Linked DNA regions of Ovis aries: region 1 is linked to region 2. Evidence: chromatin contacts called from public Hi-C data. All regions are on one chromosome and are shown on one strand. The core of a region is the stretch at or near the end of the contact, and the rest is flanking DNA. Distances in the headings are between cores, read along the strand shown. Region 1 has its middle 98 kb from the start of TRNAC-ACA. Region 2 has its middle 33 kb from the start of TRNAG-CCC.

What was found. A called contact is a pair of places that touch in the nucleus more often than the background predicts.
Region 1: a Hi-C map of liver shows a contact between it and region 2, with 11 times the contacts expected there. The contact joins two enhancer-like sites. A contact is called at or near these places in 10 of 16 Hi-C or Micro-C datasets (blood, hypothalamus, liver and 4 more).

The regions. Positions count from the first base shown.
Region 1 is chr5:93,309,543-93,316,487 of ARS-UI_Ramb_v3.0, forward strand. No RefSeq gene overlaps it. Among named protein-coding and RNA genes, the nearest start is that of TRNAC-ACA, 98 kb to the left of the region's middle. Within about 2 kb of position 5,204, at least 9 of the 54 cell types and tissues checked have an H3K27ac peak or open chromatin away from gene starts, as enhancers often do. A contact at or near this core is called in liver and tail adipose tissue, where this site is marked.
Region 2 is chr5:92,811,843-92,819,355 of ARS-UI_Ramb_v3.0, forward strand. No RefSeq gene overlaps it. Among named protein-coding and RNA genes, the nearest start is that of TRNAG-CCC, 33 kb to the left of the region's middle. Within about 2 kb of position 5,264, at least 27 of the 54 cell types and tissues checked have an H3K27ac peak or open chromatin away from gene starts, as enhancers often do. A contact at or near this core is called in liver and tail adipose tissue, where this site is marked.

The DNA.
Region 1 (6,945 bases), core at 3,954-6,453, 500 kb after region 2:
TTCCTTATTTCTGCATATTCATCAGCACTAATATAGTTTAAGCGCTTCTTGCTTTTATTTATCTTCTCTTGAAAGAAACCAGCTGAAACAGAGGTCAGAGTTTAAGGAAATTATTTCCTTGACAACATTCAACATTTACTACATTTCAACTTTATCCCAGCACTGAACCGAGTTACTATCTCTGCCTGGTGGATATGTAGACATAAATGTCACTGATATGGAAGACTTTATGATGCGGAGGTTACTATGGACTAATCCTTGTCTAACTGGTTTTGCTTTTACCCCCTTAAATAATGAAGAGATGACAAGGAAAGGCAGGGGTATAACCATTCATGGGCCAATGTTTGTCTTATGTCACAAGTGAAAATGAATGTGGCCTCCCTGTTTGGCATTCCACATGTCGTTGGAAAAAGATGAAACAGTTACTCCTCATACTTTTCTATTCCTCTTGAAGGAGGGAGGCCTTTGGAACCAGAAGCCCTTCATGGCTCTTCTGTCACTGATTCTGTTAAGTGATTTGGGATGAAGGAGGCCCCAGAGTCCCCCAGCTGTAATATGGGAAAATAAAATGTTGCTATCTGGAAAGTTAAACAAGAGATCAATAAAGAGCCCCCTACAAGCACACACAACAGAAACAAACCTCTGGGGTGTCCACACCGAGTGGGCAAATTCACACCATATATTATCTTATGCTATTTCACACCTTGCATTTCTCTGGCACTCTTACACAGAAGACTGTAGCTGATGTTGGTCCCTGCTTGGGAAGGTCCTGGGCAGTGTTTCCCAAATTCAGGGCTGTTGTATATCACCTTCATTTTTTTTTTTTTTTTGTCAGAATAATGCTCTCTGAGTTGACTCAGACTTTTTTCCTTTTGAATAACTTTTCCCCTCATAATACTGAAAATTTAGTATTGATTGTTATAATTAATGGACTGAAAGGAGATCCAACCAGTCCATCCTAAAGGAAATCAGTCCTGAATATTCATTGGAAGGGCTGATGCTAAAGCTGAAACTCCAATACTTTGGCCACCTGATGCAAAGAATTTACTCCTTGGGAAAGACCCTGATGCTGGGAAAGATTGAAGGCGGGAGCAGAAGGGGTTGACAGAGGATGAGATGGTTGGATGGCATCACTGACTCAATGGGTGTGAATTTGAGTAAACTCCGGGAGTTGGTGATGGACAGGGAGGCCTGCCGTGCTGCAGTCCTTGGGGTCGCAAAGAGTCTGACATTACTGAGTGACTGAACTGAACTGATAGATATGTAACTATTAAAATGAAAATCGTTGTGTACCCTTAAGATCGTCTTGCATACAGAGCATGTTGGCCTTCCCGTGAGATACCCTGGTTGTGGAGATCCTAGACACTGAGGTGTAGGTCCCGCCTGGGGATGGAGCAACGGCAGGGAGTCTCTAGGAATGGCAGCACTGGAGTGGTTTTATTTCTAGCTGCCAATAGGGAGAGGGTAATCAAACAAAAAAAAGCTGTCTTGCCTCACACAGCAAACTGACTTGCGTCCCTGCCAGTCCTGCCCAGCCTTTCTCCCTTCCCACCTAGCTCCTTCTCCAGGTTTGGGCCCCATCTGTGCCATGAGCTTCAGCCGCCGGGCTTCCTTTTGGCCACCAGCACTCACAGTGTAGATTTCCGCTTTAGTTCTTGTTGTTTGGCCTTTCACTCCTGAAGGACCTGGGGCTTGGGGTGCCAGTTTTATTGGGGGAAGCCCTAGTCTTTTTCTAGCTTCTTCCCTTGCCGTTCCTTGCTTCCATTCATGTCGCAGCAGCTGAGGGCAGAGTGCCGCTTTCCCCGGTCCTCTCTCAGCGTGGAGCGCGACCCAGTTAACTGGAGGCTCCTCTGGCCCTGCGAGCTCTCCCAGGACTCAGCGTGGGCTTGAGTTAGGGTGACCTGGACAGTGTGTTCTCAGTGGGGAATTTAACCTGGGGCGGCTACTGCTGTCCTCTGCACAGTCCGTTGAGGAGCTGTGTTTTTGGAAAAGAAGCTTGGAAAGAGAAAAGCCAGAATGAGCAGGCTTTTTCTGTTGATTTAAGGCTCCCTAGGTGTGTGGGCAAGTCCTGGCGCTGCTCAGAGGCCTCCGTTGCCTCTGGTGTGAAGTGAAAGCCACGGGAGGCCGAGGACTCAGCCTGGCGATGCGGTGGTTGCCTTGCTCCCTTTCTGTGCAGCACGCAGCTGAGACTGGCAGGGGCTGGCCAGGGCTGTCAGATGGGGCCAGAAACCAGGTCCAAAGCTGAGATGCCTTTGTCCTGCAGCTGGAGGGCAGCTGTGGGAAGGCAGCTGGACAGCCCAAGCTGGTGTCACTTTGCGTGGTGAACCTTGAGGTCAGGGCAGCTTCGTGCAGGCGGACCGTGGTGGGCGAAGGGGTGCACACAGAATCCTGGTGCCAGGAGGTGGGTCCTGGAAGGGGCAGCTTCCCTGAGGATAGAATGGATGAGATGAAACCGCCGAAGTGCTGTGATGCTGGGTGGCCTCAGATAGAATCCTTAGCCTCTCTGAACTCTATTTTCATTGGTAAAATATTACGTCTGCAAGAGACGCAGCAGAACCTAGACTGAGTTCAGCAGATCTCTTCCAATATCAGCACTCTTTGAACTGATTTTATGTGACTCAGACCCTTCATTCAACATGTATTCCATGTTCTCCTCACTTTGAGCAAACTTTCTGTCTTCTTTGTCAAGAAAATAGCGATGTGTTGGGGATGAAGTTTCTCCATGATGCTCAGGTGCAAGAATGGTCATATTGCACTTAAAAAAAAAAAAATTCAAGCTCCAAACTGTCCCTCAAGAGTGATGATGCTCAGTAGGAGTCATTAATGGAGCGCCTTCTCTTTAGGGATAGTCAGACCTCCCTGGAGGATGGCTCAGCCCAGAAAAATCAGAGAGAGAGATCTTCCCCCTCCAGCTTATCAAGGTCATTTATTATCTGGACAGAATGGTCCCTGGTAAGGCTGGAGGCTCCGTTCCCCATGCCTACTCCCCTACTCTAACCCTGCCCAATGCAGGCAAGGTGGCCAGGTTCTTGTAGCTGGGGAACTCAGCACCACTCACAGCTTCCCGCCACTTCTCTAGAGAGCCTGCCGTCTTCAAGGAATTGCTTCAGGGAACTGCATGGCTTTCAGCCTCTTGCACATCTTGCTACCTCGTCTGGCCCCTTTCTTCATTCCAGGGAAGTCACCCCCAGGGTCTCACACTCACCTTCTTCAACTGCAGTACACCAACTCTGCCTCCTCTCACCTCAGCTGTGAACCCAGGCACACAGCAGGGTTCTTTACTCCTAATGGCCATTTAGAGAAGCCCAATATGTTTTTTCCAGTAGTCATGTATGGATGTGAGAGTTGGACTATAAAGAAAGCTGAAGACTGAAGAATTGATGCTTTCGAACTGTGGTGCTGGAGAAGACTCTTGAGAGTCCCTTGGACTGCAAGGAGATCCAACTGGTCCATCCTAGAGGAGATCAGTCCTGGGTGTTCATTGGAAGGACTGATGTTGAAGCTGAAACTCCAATACTTTGACCACTTGATGCGAAGAACTGACTCATTGGGAAAGACCCTGATGCTGGGAAGGATTGAAGGTAGGAGGAGAAGGGGACGACAGAGGATGAGATGATTGGATGGCATCACTGACTCAATGGACATGAGTTTGAGTAAACTCCGGGAGTTGGTGATGGACAGGGAGGCCTGGCATGCTGCAGTCTGTGGGGTTGCAAAGAGTTGGACACGACTGAGTGACTGAACTGAACTGAATTAAATAAACACTTGAAAGGAAAGGCTGGGAGGGAGTTGCCATCCTGGTATCCCAGAGACTCACTTGCAGCCCCAGAAGCACAAAAGTCATCCCAGTTCTTCGAGGTGGGACCAGGAAACACAACACAAAGGCTGACTCGTTCATTCACTAGAGATTACTACAGTAATGTGAGCAATATCGAATGTGATATCTCAGTGGATTTTCCTGCCGCAGAGCAGCAGGGCATGAATTCCCTCAGTCTCTCGCCTCCCCCACACCCGGATGCGGAGCTTCACTGACAGCTCTCAGACTCTTCCTCCAGTTTCCTAAGAGGTGGTGCCCCCTTTCGTTCTCGGCCCAGCCAGTTAGACTTGCCAGGATCAGGCTCCAAAGCCATTCTCCTCCTTGAAAGGCCATCTTTGCCTCTTGCAGGTGTGTGTTCCCTTCAGACGGTAAGCTTATTCGTTTCCCTGCCATTCATTAAAAAGAAAATCATCTGTGACCTCATGTTCCCTGAAAATATCCCATGTCCCCTTCCCCCCTATCCAAACTTCTTAGGAGAGGAACATGTCCTCAGTGTGACCACTCACTCGAGGTGCCATTCATTCACTCTGCACCCCCTGCAGTCTGGCTTGTGCCCTTGTGAAGGCCCCCAGTGCTCTTCTAATGACAAACTCCAATGGGCGTTTTCCAGTCTTTGTTTTGCGATGCATTTCTGGGGCATTTGGCAACACGGATTGTGCACACTGCTGCTCCCCCAAGGTAACAGCATCTTTCCCAGTTAGTCTCACTCATTTCTGTTTCTTCTTAACCACAGGCTCCTCTCTCTGCACCCACCACTCACATGCGTATATTCCCTAGGTGTCTGTTTCCAGCTCACTGCTTCTCATTACAGCTACTCTTCTTGGGCGAATTTATCTCCTCTCTGGAGTTCAACTACCACCTGTATGCTAATGACTCTCTAATTCGATCTCCTACTCAGATTCCTTCCCCAAGCTTCAGACTCACCAATTCCATTACCTGTCAGGTGCCTTCCCTGGGGACTCATCAGACTTTTCAGATTGGAGTTTTCAAAAACCAAGCAGCACATCCCTCCAAACTCAGTCTCTGTTGTGTCTCCACCTCTTTACCCGGTGATCCAGGTTATAAAATAATAGCCTTAACGCTTCTGTCTTTCTTACCCTCTTCATCTAACTGATCATTACATTCTGCTGGTTTCCCCTCCCTTGATTCCTTAAAATCCATCCTCCCATCTGCCAGTGCTCCTGTTATCAAATGTTCCTTCTCTTCCTGGATTGGCACAGCCACCTCAACTGGCTTCCTGGTTTCTAGACTTGCTGCCCTCAATTCTGCTCAATTCAGAGCTACCTCAGTAATCCACGCGAAACACAAGTCTGACCCCGTCCCTGTCTGCTTCCTGGAATCTACACGAGCAAGTTCAGCTTCCCTTCCGGGCGCACACGGCCCTCTGTGGCCGGCTCTTGCCTAATTCTCAGGCCTTGGCTCCTTCCACTTGGATTCCAGCAGCAGCCAACCGGTGGTGGTTCCTTGTACACATCTCATTTTCCCTCTATTCTTTGCTTCTGCTTTTAAAATGAAGTGTCAGGCTGGTATTATAAGGGAAGTTTCAAGTTCATCTGCTATTAAATATTAGAGGCTCTGTGCTTGGGGAGGGAGGAAAGAGAAAAGACTCACAGTTACATTCTCATTTCAGCCCCTTTCTCCCCCACACAGACAAAAAGTATACCAGGCTTGCTAGATTTGTGGGTTCTACTCATTTAAAGCTGCTAATAAGTATTTCAGTCCCCGCTCGGTTTTCACGCCAGGCTGTTCTTCCAAACTGAGGAGACTCTTGTTTGTTACGAAGAGTGTGCTGCCCTCTAGAGGTGGCTTTCAGAGACAGAGCAGATACCCACACAACGAACACATTCTACAGCTTCCCCTGTGAAGGGACTTCATAGTAAGACCTGTACTATTACTGCTGTTTGTCCAAAATGTGCTTTCCCCAGTTGCATCATTTTGATTCACAGAATCTTTATGTGCTTCCATAATAGGGTTTGGGGATAAAGCACAGGGTGTGCCTCCAGGGTCGCTCAATTTGGAGTTAGAGAACTCAAGTTCCAGTTCAAGTTGTTCCACTAAAGCCTCCGAACTTAGATCTCTGACCTGTTAAAGAAGGAGTGCAAGACCTCATCCAGAAAACTGAATTATCTGAAATTATATTTTGGCAAAAAAACTAGGAACAGACTTACCAATAAGTACTTGTTATACACTAAGTATATACAAGGCACTAGGCTAAGAGCGGCTTTGCAGAGGTTATGTATTTACATTTGATCTCTAGACAGTTAAATGAAAAATATTTGAAAAGAATCTGGAAGACATTCAAGGCTTCAATTTAAATGGAGGAGTTTAACCCTGACCCTGAAAATAAAACTGAGCTAAAACAAATTAAAACTTACTCTGAGGTTTCCAAGAGTCTATTACAATATGAAAACAGGAGTTAATCACACAACCACACACACACACACACACACACACACACACACACACACACACACACACACACTTTAATTTGTCAGTAAGCTCTGGTGTAAACTACCTTTAGCCTGATCTTCCCTCCTCTGTTTTCAACCAAAAGAAGAAAAAGGATGTCTTTCATTTAATGACTGAACCAACTGTGATTTCTCTATATCTGTGTAATGACGACTGAAGATGGGTTAAAATTATATTTATTACCTTACAATGGCAGTGGACTCCTGAGAATTTCTTTGAAGTTTCCCCGAGAAAGGGAAAAATGATTAAGACACCATTTGTGTTCATAATCAGATTGGGAAGAAGAGGCCACAAAGCCCAGCGCACAGTAGCTGGGAGACGAGGGGTCTGTGTTCTTGTGAATCCCCTAGGGGTGGGCGCCAGGTGAGTCCTCTGTGTCGCGGGGAGCCGCATCTGTATGCTGTGCCTACAGTCCTGCTTCTGTGCTGTGTGATGCCCATGCTCCCTTTGGCATCTGCCTCTTTAGGTGGGAGATGCCGCCAAGGTCAAAGCTGGCCTGCTGTGCCGGGAGACCGGTAAGGCTGATTGAGTGGATGGAATCTTCTTCTCAGTTACATGTCTTGGCGTCTTTGGACATGACTTCTCACATCAAGCCCATCATTTTCCCTCTCTTCATCAGTTTTACTCTCTGTAAACTGCTGACGTCCTGTGGACAGTGT
Region 2 (7,513 bases), core at 4,014-6,513:
TCTTTTTTGGTCTGAGGGCTTGAGGCCTGTGCTGAGTGCCAGTTCCCACCTGGCCTCCCTGGTGTCAGTGGGGAGGTGGGGGAATCCCCCCCAGCCCTCCCGAGTCCCAGCTTCCTTGCTCCTCCAGAGAGGACCGCGCTTCAGCATCGCTGCCCTCTCACTCCCATCCATCCGCGCCCTTCGGTGTCTTCATATGGAAACACGGCGCTATTTCCTTTTGCTTTTCAGACTGGTTGGCCTCCTGGGGCAGTGAGCCCTGGCCGTGCTGGAAGTGGACTAGGGCCGTGTGGATGGCTTTAAGGCACATGCCACCTGGCTCACCTGGCTAGGACAGACTGCCTTCCAGAAACGGCAAAGTATGGAATGCTTTTGATGCTTTCCAACTGTGGTGCTGGAGAAGACTCTTGAGAGTCCCTTGGACTGCAAGGAGATCCAACCAGTCCATCCTAAAGGAAATCAGTCCTGAATATTCATTGGAAGGACTGATGCTGAAGCTGAAACTCCAATACTTTGGCCACCTGATGTGAAGAGCTGACTCATTGGAAAAGACCCTGATGCTTGGAAAGATTGAAGGCGGGAGGAGAAGGGGACAACAGAAGTTGAGATGGCTGGATGGCATCACCGACTCAATGGACATGAGTGTGAGAGAACTCCGGGAGTTGGTGATGGACAGGGAGGTCTGGCGTGCTGCGATTCATGGGGTTGCAAAGAGTCGGACACGACTGAGCAACTGAACTGAACTGAACTGATGGAACGGGAATGCTGTCTGGAAAGTTTTCACCCGCAGGTGAAAGACTGGCAACATCTCTTTGCCCATTTGCATGTAAGTGCACGTCAGAATTAACAAGAAGAATAGCACTTCGTTGTGGTGGCGGTGGAACTGTTAGAACCATAAAACTCTGTATCTGCAGAGCCTGGCCTCCTGCGTGGGTCGTGTTAGCCGGAGCTCAGCACGGCGGGGGATGCTGTGGCCGCAATGCAGGGCCAAGGGGGGGTCTCTGAAGTCTTCAGAGCTGGCGCTGCCAGAGGTGGCTCCTTGCTTCTGTTCCAGGTGCCACAGCTGGTTTGTGGCAGAAGTGGACGTTGCAGCCAGGACAGCAGTGTCCACATCCCCCATGCAGGCACGCTAAAGCCTCTTTAAGAACAGGCCAGGCAGCCCTTCAGCCTGGGTAGACACCTTTCAGAGGCCTCTGCAAGCCTGACCTCCTGTCTGGGGGTCCCCTCATGGGACCAAGAGCCCAACTGAGAGGCCTTGTTTGATTTTCCATCCAGAATCCCACCTGTCCCCTGACCTCTTGCCCAGAACTATTTATTCCAACCATTCCTAGCCTGTTGCCCTGGCTCAAAGCAAAGTAAACGAAAGGTTACCTCAAGCCCTCGAGCCCTGCTCAGAGGGGTCAGAGAAAATGAGTCCTGTGGTCATGTGGTTGGTGAGTCATTCTTGCCCCTGAAACAAACACTAAAATAGACTCCAGTGCAGGGCCTAGGAGGGCTTTGAGAGCTGAGAGGCAGCAAATGCTAGAAATGTAGTCTTTGGGCCAGAGACACCTAGGTTTGAATCTGGTTCTGACTCCTCTGAGCTGTGTCACCTTAGGCAGACCTCTTAACCTCTTTGGGCCTTACTTTGCTGTTTTTCAGTCGCTGAGTCGTGTCTGACTTTTGTGACCCCATGGACTGTAGCCCCCCAGGCTCCTCTGTCCATGGGATTTTTCAGGCAAGGATACTGGGGTGGGTTGCCATTTCCTCCTCCAGAGGATCTTCCTGACCCAAGGATCAAACCCGCATCTCCTGCATTGCAGGCAGACTCTTTACCACACAGCCACCTGGGAAGTCCCAAACAGGGCTAATGATAGTGCATAATAGTGCATATCTTATACAGCAGTTGTGAGGATTACCTGAAAATAAACAAACAACAAACTCCACAAAGGTAAAGTACTTAGCCTGCTGCCTGGCCTGAGTAAGCTCTTGCATGCATGCTAAGTCATCTCGGACACGTCCAGCTTTTTGCGACCCTATGGACTATACCACCCACCAGGCTTCTCTGTTCATGGGATTCTCCAGGCAAGAATACTGGAGTGGGTTGCCTTGCCCTCCTCCAGGGCATCTCCCCAATGCAGGGATTGAACCCGCATCTCTTTGCATCTTCTGCATTGGCAGGCAGGTTCTTTACCACTAGCGCCATGTGGGAAGCCCAAGTAAGCTCTTCAGTTCAGTTCAGTTCAGTCGCTCAGTCGTGTCTGACTCTTTGCAACCCCATGGACTGCAGCACACCAGGCCTCACCTCACTGTCCATCACCAACTCCCAGAATTTACTCAAACTCATGCCCATTGAGTTGGTGATGCCATCCAACTATCTCATCCTTTGTTGTCCTCTTCTCCTCTTGCCCTCAATCTTTCCCAGCATCAGGGTCTTTTCAAATGAGTCAGCTCTCAGCATCAGGTGGCCAAAGGATTGGTGTCTCAGCTTCAACATCAGTCCTTCCAATGAACACCCAGGATTGATCTCCTTTAGGATGGACTGGTTGGATCTCCTTGCAGTCCAAGGGACTCTCAAGAGTCTTCTCCAACACCACAGTTCAAAAGCATCTATTCTTTGGTGCTCAGCTTTCTTTATAGTCCAATTCTCACATCCATACATGACTACTGGAGAAACCATAGCCTTGACTAGATGGACCTTTGTTGGCAAAGCAATGTCTCTGCTTTTCAATATGCTATCTAGGTTGGTCATAACTTTTCTTCCAAGGAGTAAGCGTCTTTTTAGTTCATGGCTGCAGTCACCATCTGTAGTGACTTTGGAGCCCCTCAAAATAAAGTCTGTCACTGTTTCCACTGTTTCCCCATCTATTTCCCATGAAGTGATGGGACTGGATGCTATCTTAGTTTTCTGAATGTTGAGCTTTAAGCCAACTTTTTCACTCTCCTCTTTCACTTTCATCAAGAGGCTTTTTAGCTCCTCTTCACTTTCTGCCATAAGGGTGGTGTCATCTGCATATCTGAGGTTATTGATATTTCTCCCAGCAATCTTGATTCCAGCTAGTGCTTCATCCAGCCCAGCATTTCTCATGATGTACTCTGCATATCAATTAAATAAGCAGGGTGACAATATACAGCCTTGACGTACTCCTTTTCCTATTTGGAACCAGTCTGTTGTTCCATGTCCAGTTCTAATTGTTGCTTCCTGACCCTCATACAGATTTCTCATGAGGCAGGTCAGGTGGTCTGTTATTCCCATCTCTTTCAGAATTTTCCAAAGTTTATTGTGATCCACACAGTCAAAGGCTTTGGTATAGTCAGTAAAACAGAAATAGATGTTTTTCTGGAACTCTCTTGCTTTTTCAATGATGCAATGGATGTTGGCAATTTGATCTCTGGTTCCTCTGCCTTTTCTAAAACCAGCTTGAACATCAGGAAGTTCATGGTTCACATATTGTTAAAGCCTGGCTTGGAGAATTTTGAGCATTACTTTATTAGCATGTGAGATGAGGACAATTGTGCGGTAGTGTGGGTATTCTTTGGCACTGCCTTTTTTAGGGATTGGAAAGAAAACTGACCTTTTCCAGTCCTGTGGCCACTGCTGAGTGTTCCAAATTTGCTGGTATATTGAGTGCAGCACTTTCACAGCATCATCTTTCAGGATTTGAAATAGCTCAACTGAATTCCATCACCTCCACTAGCTTTGTTCATAGTGATGCTTCCTAAGGTCCACCTGACTTCACATTCCAGGATGTCTGGCTCTAGGTGAGTGATCACACCATCAGGATTATCTGGATCATGAAAATCTTTTTTAATATAGTTTTCTGTATATTCTTACCACCTCTTCCTAATATCTTATGCTTCTGTTAGGTCTGTACCATTTCTGTCCTTTATTGAGCCCATCTTTGCATGGAATGCTCTCTTGGTATCTCTAATTTTCTTTAAGAGATCTCTAGTCTTTCCCATTCTATTGTTCTATTATTCTAAAGTAAGCTCGTAAGATACTGTAATTTTTATTATTCAATCACGAGGAAAATCCCGAAGCATCAGTATTTTGGGTCACTGGTGTCCCTCACACAGTCTGTGAACACTGTTGCCAAAGCAGCAGCACCCTTCATCTGACATCTTTGCCTTGTTTTTCAGGCTTCCTGCTTTCACAAACCCGCCTGGATTTAGGTCCATAACCTCTTAGGCAAGAAAAGTTTCCTATGAGCGTGACATATATGAGCACAACCCTCAAGAGCCAGGGAGGTTCTGGCAAAACCACTCACAGTCTGTAAGTTTCCTGGGAGTTTCCCAGTACCCGCCACCTGGAAGCTGCTGAGCTGTGCCTGCAGACTGCTCCCTCCCGCAGCCAGCGGTGGTTGACTTCATCTAGATGTCAGCCCTTGATCTGCTCCATGCTGACAGCCTGACCTGACCGGCTAGGGGATTATGACAAGCCTTTGTTTCCATGTGGGCGAAATCTTTGGAAAAGGGGAAAGCTCCTCAGTGAGCCGTCATCCTCAGACGTGGCTAGGTTATGAGTAATTCTACTAGCAGAGCCAGGGAGCTGGCAGTCCTTAGGTTGAGACTGTGTTACTAGTTGTACAGAGCAGTGGGAGAGGAAGGGGGATACTTGATGCAAAAGCCTCTGTCAGCTGGGGAGCTGCTTACCAACCCAGAAAGGCATATGATGATGTCCACTCTGGGAGGTCAGTGCAGACAGTCCTGAATATGCAGCCTCGCTGTGTTCCTGCACACACGTGGGCACACACACACACCAGCCACATGCTATGGTGAGGAAAGGAGGGTGCGTGGCCTCGAGGATTGGTTTGGATAAAGGGTGCACATCCCTGCTAGTGTTTTTGTTCTCTTTCCAGAATGGACCGTAGCCTGCCAGCCGCCTCCGTCCCTGGGACTCTCCAGGCAAGAACACTGGAGCGGGCTGCTGGGCCGCCTCGGCGGTCCCCGGCAGGAGGCTCTGGGTCCGCGGTCAACTCGAGCCCGCCGCGCCGTCGCCGGCGTCCAGCAGGGGGCGCTGCGCCCCAGCCCGCCTGCCCTCTCTCCCCGGCCGAGGCCGCCGCGACGCCGGCCAGTCGGGGAGCGGGTCCGCGCGCGCACGTCCTCGGGCGTCCGCCGTGGCCAACGCGCACGGTGACACGCCGGCTGGACGAGGCCCTTTGTCAGAAGCCGCGGGGACCTGGCGTTTCCGCACGACGGGAAAAACAAAGGGCTTCTGCCTGCCTGGCCGAGGTTGACATTGGCTCACCCACTGATCCCCGGGCTTTTGCAGGCAGAATGAGTTCGTGCGAGATCGCAGGACCTTGCCATGAGTCACACTCACTTTCTGTAAATCCAAGTCAACAGCACACTTCCCCTCACTTTGGGCCGTTGCTTGAAGTTTTAGGTCACCGGGTGCTGTTTGCGTTAACAAGAGACTCGAATATTTCACAAGTCCTTTTTTTTTTTAAAGGCAAAACCAACTTGGGGGGCAGATTTGCAGTTGAAGAGTTTTGGTTGCTCTTAGCTCCCCAAATAGGTTGGCCTTATATATTATTTACATGTTTCAGAAGTCTGCCATGTAAAAATTCAAGGGAAACTTGCAAAATATTTTCTGGCAGGGGGCCCAGGAGGGGTTATTCAGGGAGATAACCATGACTGGACCAGGCGTGGGAGCAGGTAGGTGAGGAAACTAGCTCAGAGCTGCTGCTTCTTCTTTTTTTTTTTTTTTTTTTGTAACACCTAGAAAAAAAAAATTGTAGACACCTGGAGTTGATCTGTACTGAGGATTATGGGCAAATTTTGATATTCTGGGAAACAGACAAGATGGGATTAAAAGTAAAGAGACAAACAAGAGACCTGGGAGGATTTGGAAGGGTTTGAGCCAGTGAACAAGGAGCCTGAATAATACCATCAGGTGGAGCACCTGAAGAGAATTAACTTGGAAGGTGGTGGAGGCTCGGGGAAAGCTTTTCATTGGCCACTGGCCTGGAATCCACTGTACATCGGGTAGCGTCCCTGGGCCTTGCAAAGATGTTTCCCTCGCCAGCCTTTCCAGCAGGCTGCTCTGGATCCTTCTTCACCACATTTAGGGGGAAATACATCCCCAAGAGAATATGAGGTGGCACTAGTGGTTAAGAATCCGCTTGCCAGTGCAGGAGACGAAGGTTCGACCTTTGGGTCCGGAAGATCCCCTGGAGGAGAAAATGGCAACCCACTCTGGTATTCTTGCCTGGAGAATTCCACGGACAGTCCATAGGGCTGCAGAGAGCTGGACGTGACTAAGCACATACACATCCCCCCAAAGTTCCCTGCACCCTCATTCCTAACTTTTAGCTAATTGCCACCTGCCAGGACTTTTTTCTGTTGATATCCAATCCCCTTTCTCATCTCATGAAATCTCAAATCTGATTGTCTCCTGAAAGTTCTCCTACAGAAAGCTCTATGCCTGGTGAAATTTTTGTGCTTTTTTTTTTTTTTTGTATGTACTATTATTTTTAAAAATCCTTTTATGGTTTTATTGAGAAAAAGGATCTCTGGGGACCAGAGAAGGTAGGAAACAGTTTGTGGTCTCTTTTAAGTTCCCTTTTCCTTCCAGGCCTCGTGGGGGTGGGGCCTCCAGCTGCCCTGCTGACCTCTTGCTTTGGTGGGATTAGGGTCGGGGGCTGATGGGAGGGACGTAAGGACAAACACGGAGCACCTTTAGACACAAGGATCTGGACGTGTCAGGTAAGTGAGCAAACAAATAACCCTAGATAGTTAGAAAACCAAGTCCAGCAGAGTTTGCTGCTGCTGCTGCTGCTAAGTTGCTTCAGTTGTGTCCGACTCTGTGTGACCCCATAGACAGCAGCCCACCAGGCTCCCTGTCCCTGGGATTCTCTAGGCAAGAACACTGGAGTGGGTTGCCATTTCCTTCTTCAGTGCATGAAAGTGAAAAGTGAAATGGAAGTCACTCAGTCGTGTCCGACTCTTGGAGACCCCATGGACTGCAGCCTACCAGGCTCCTCCGTCCATGGGATTTTCCAGGCAAGAGTACTGGAGTGGGGTGCCATTGCAGCAGAGTTTAGCCTCACCCAACTAAACTCACCCCAAACCTACCCCTCGAGGCACACAGGAAGCGTGATGCTCCTGTGTGTAATATCTTCTCATGATTGTATGCAACCTCATGCGCAATTCTTGGCTTGTAATATGAATTCTACCCTTTCCTTCTTTGCTCAGAAGAACACACTGAAGAAAATGAAAGGATTCGCATTCTTTGAGTGAGTGTGTGTGTGTGTGTGTGTGTGTGTGTGTGTGTGTGTGAATTTTATATATATATGTATTTTATGTGAGGGGTGGGGATAAATGCCCACTGACACTTGGCTAATAGGTTATAACTGATCCCAGTACATCAGGGCAGTAGAGAGTGGTAAGGCCACACACACATACGTACGTGCACACACACATGTTGTCTATTCTGTGTAATTTTGGAAATTGGGAAACAAATTCCTAGAGAACTTAAGTGAATCTCTTGAGACTGTAGTATGTCAGAGGTGCAACTGAGTCTTCCAGTTCATGC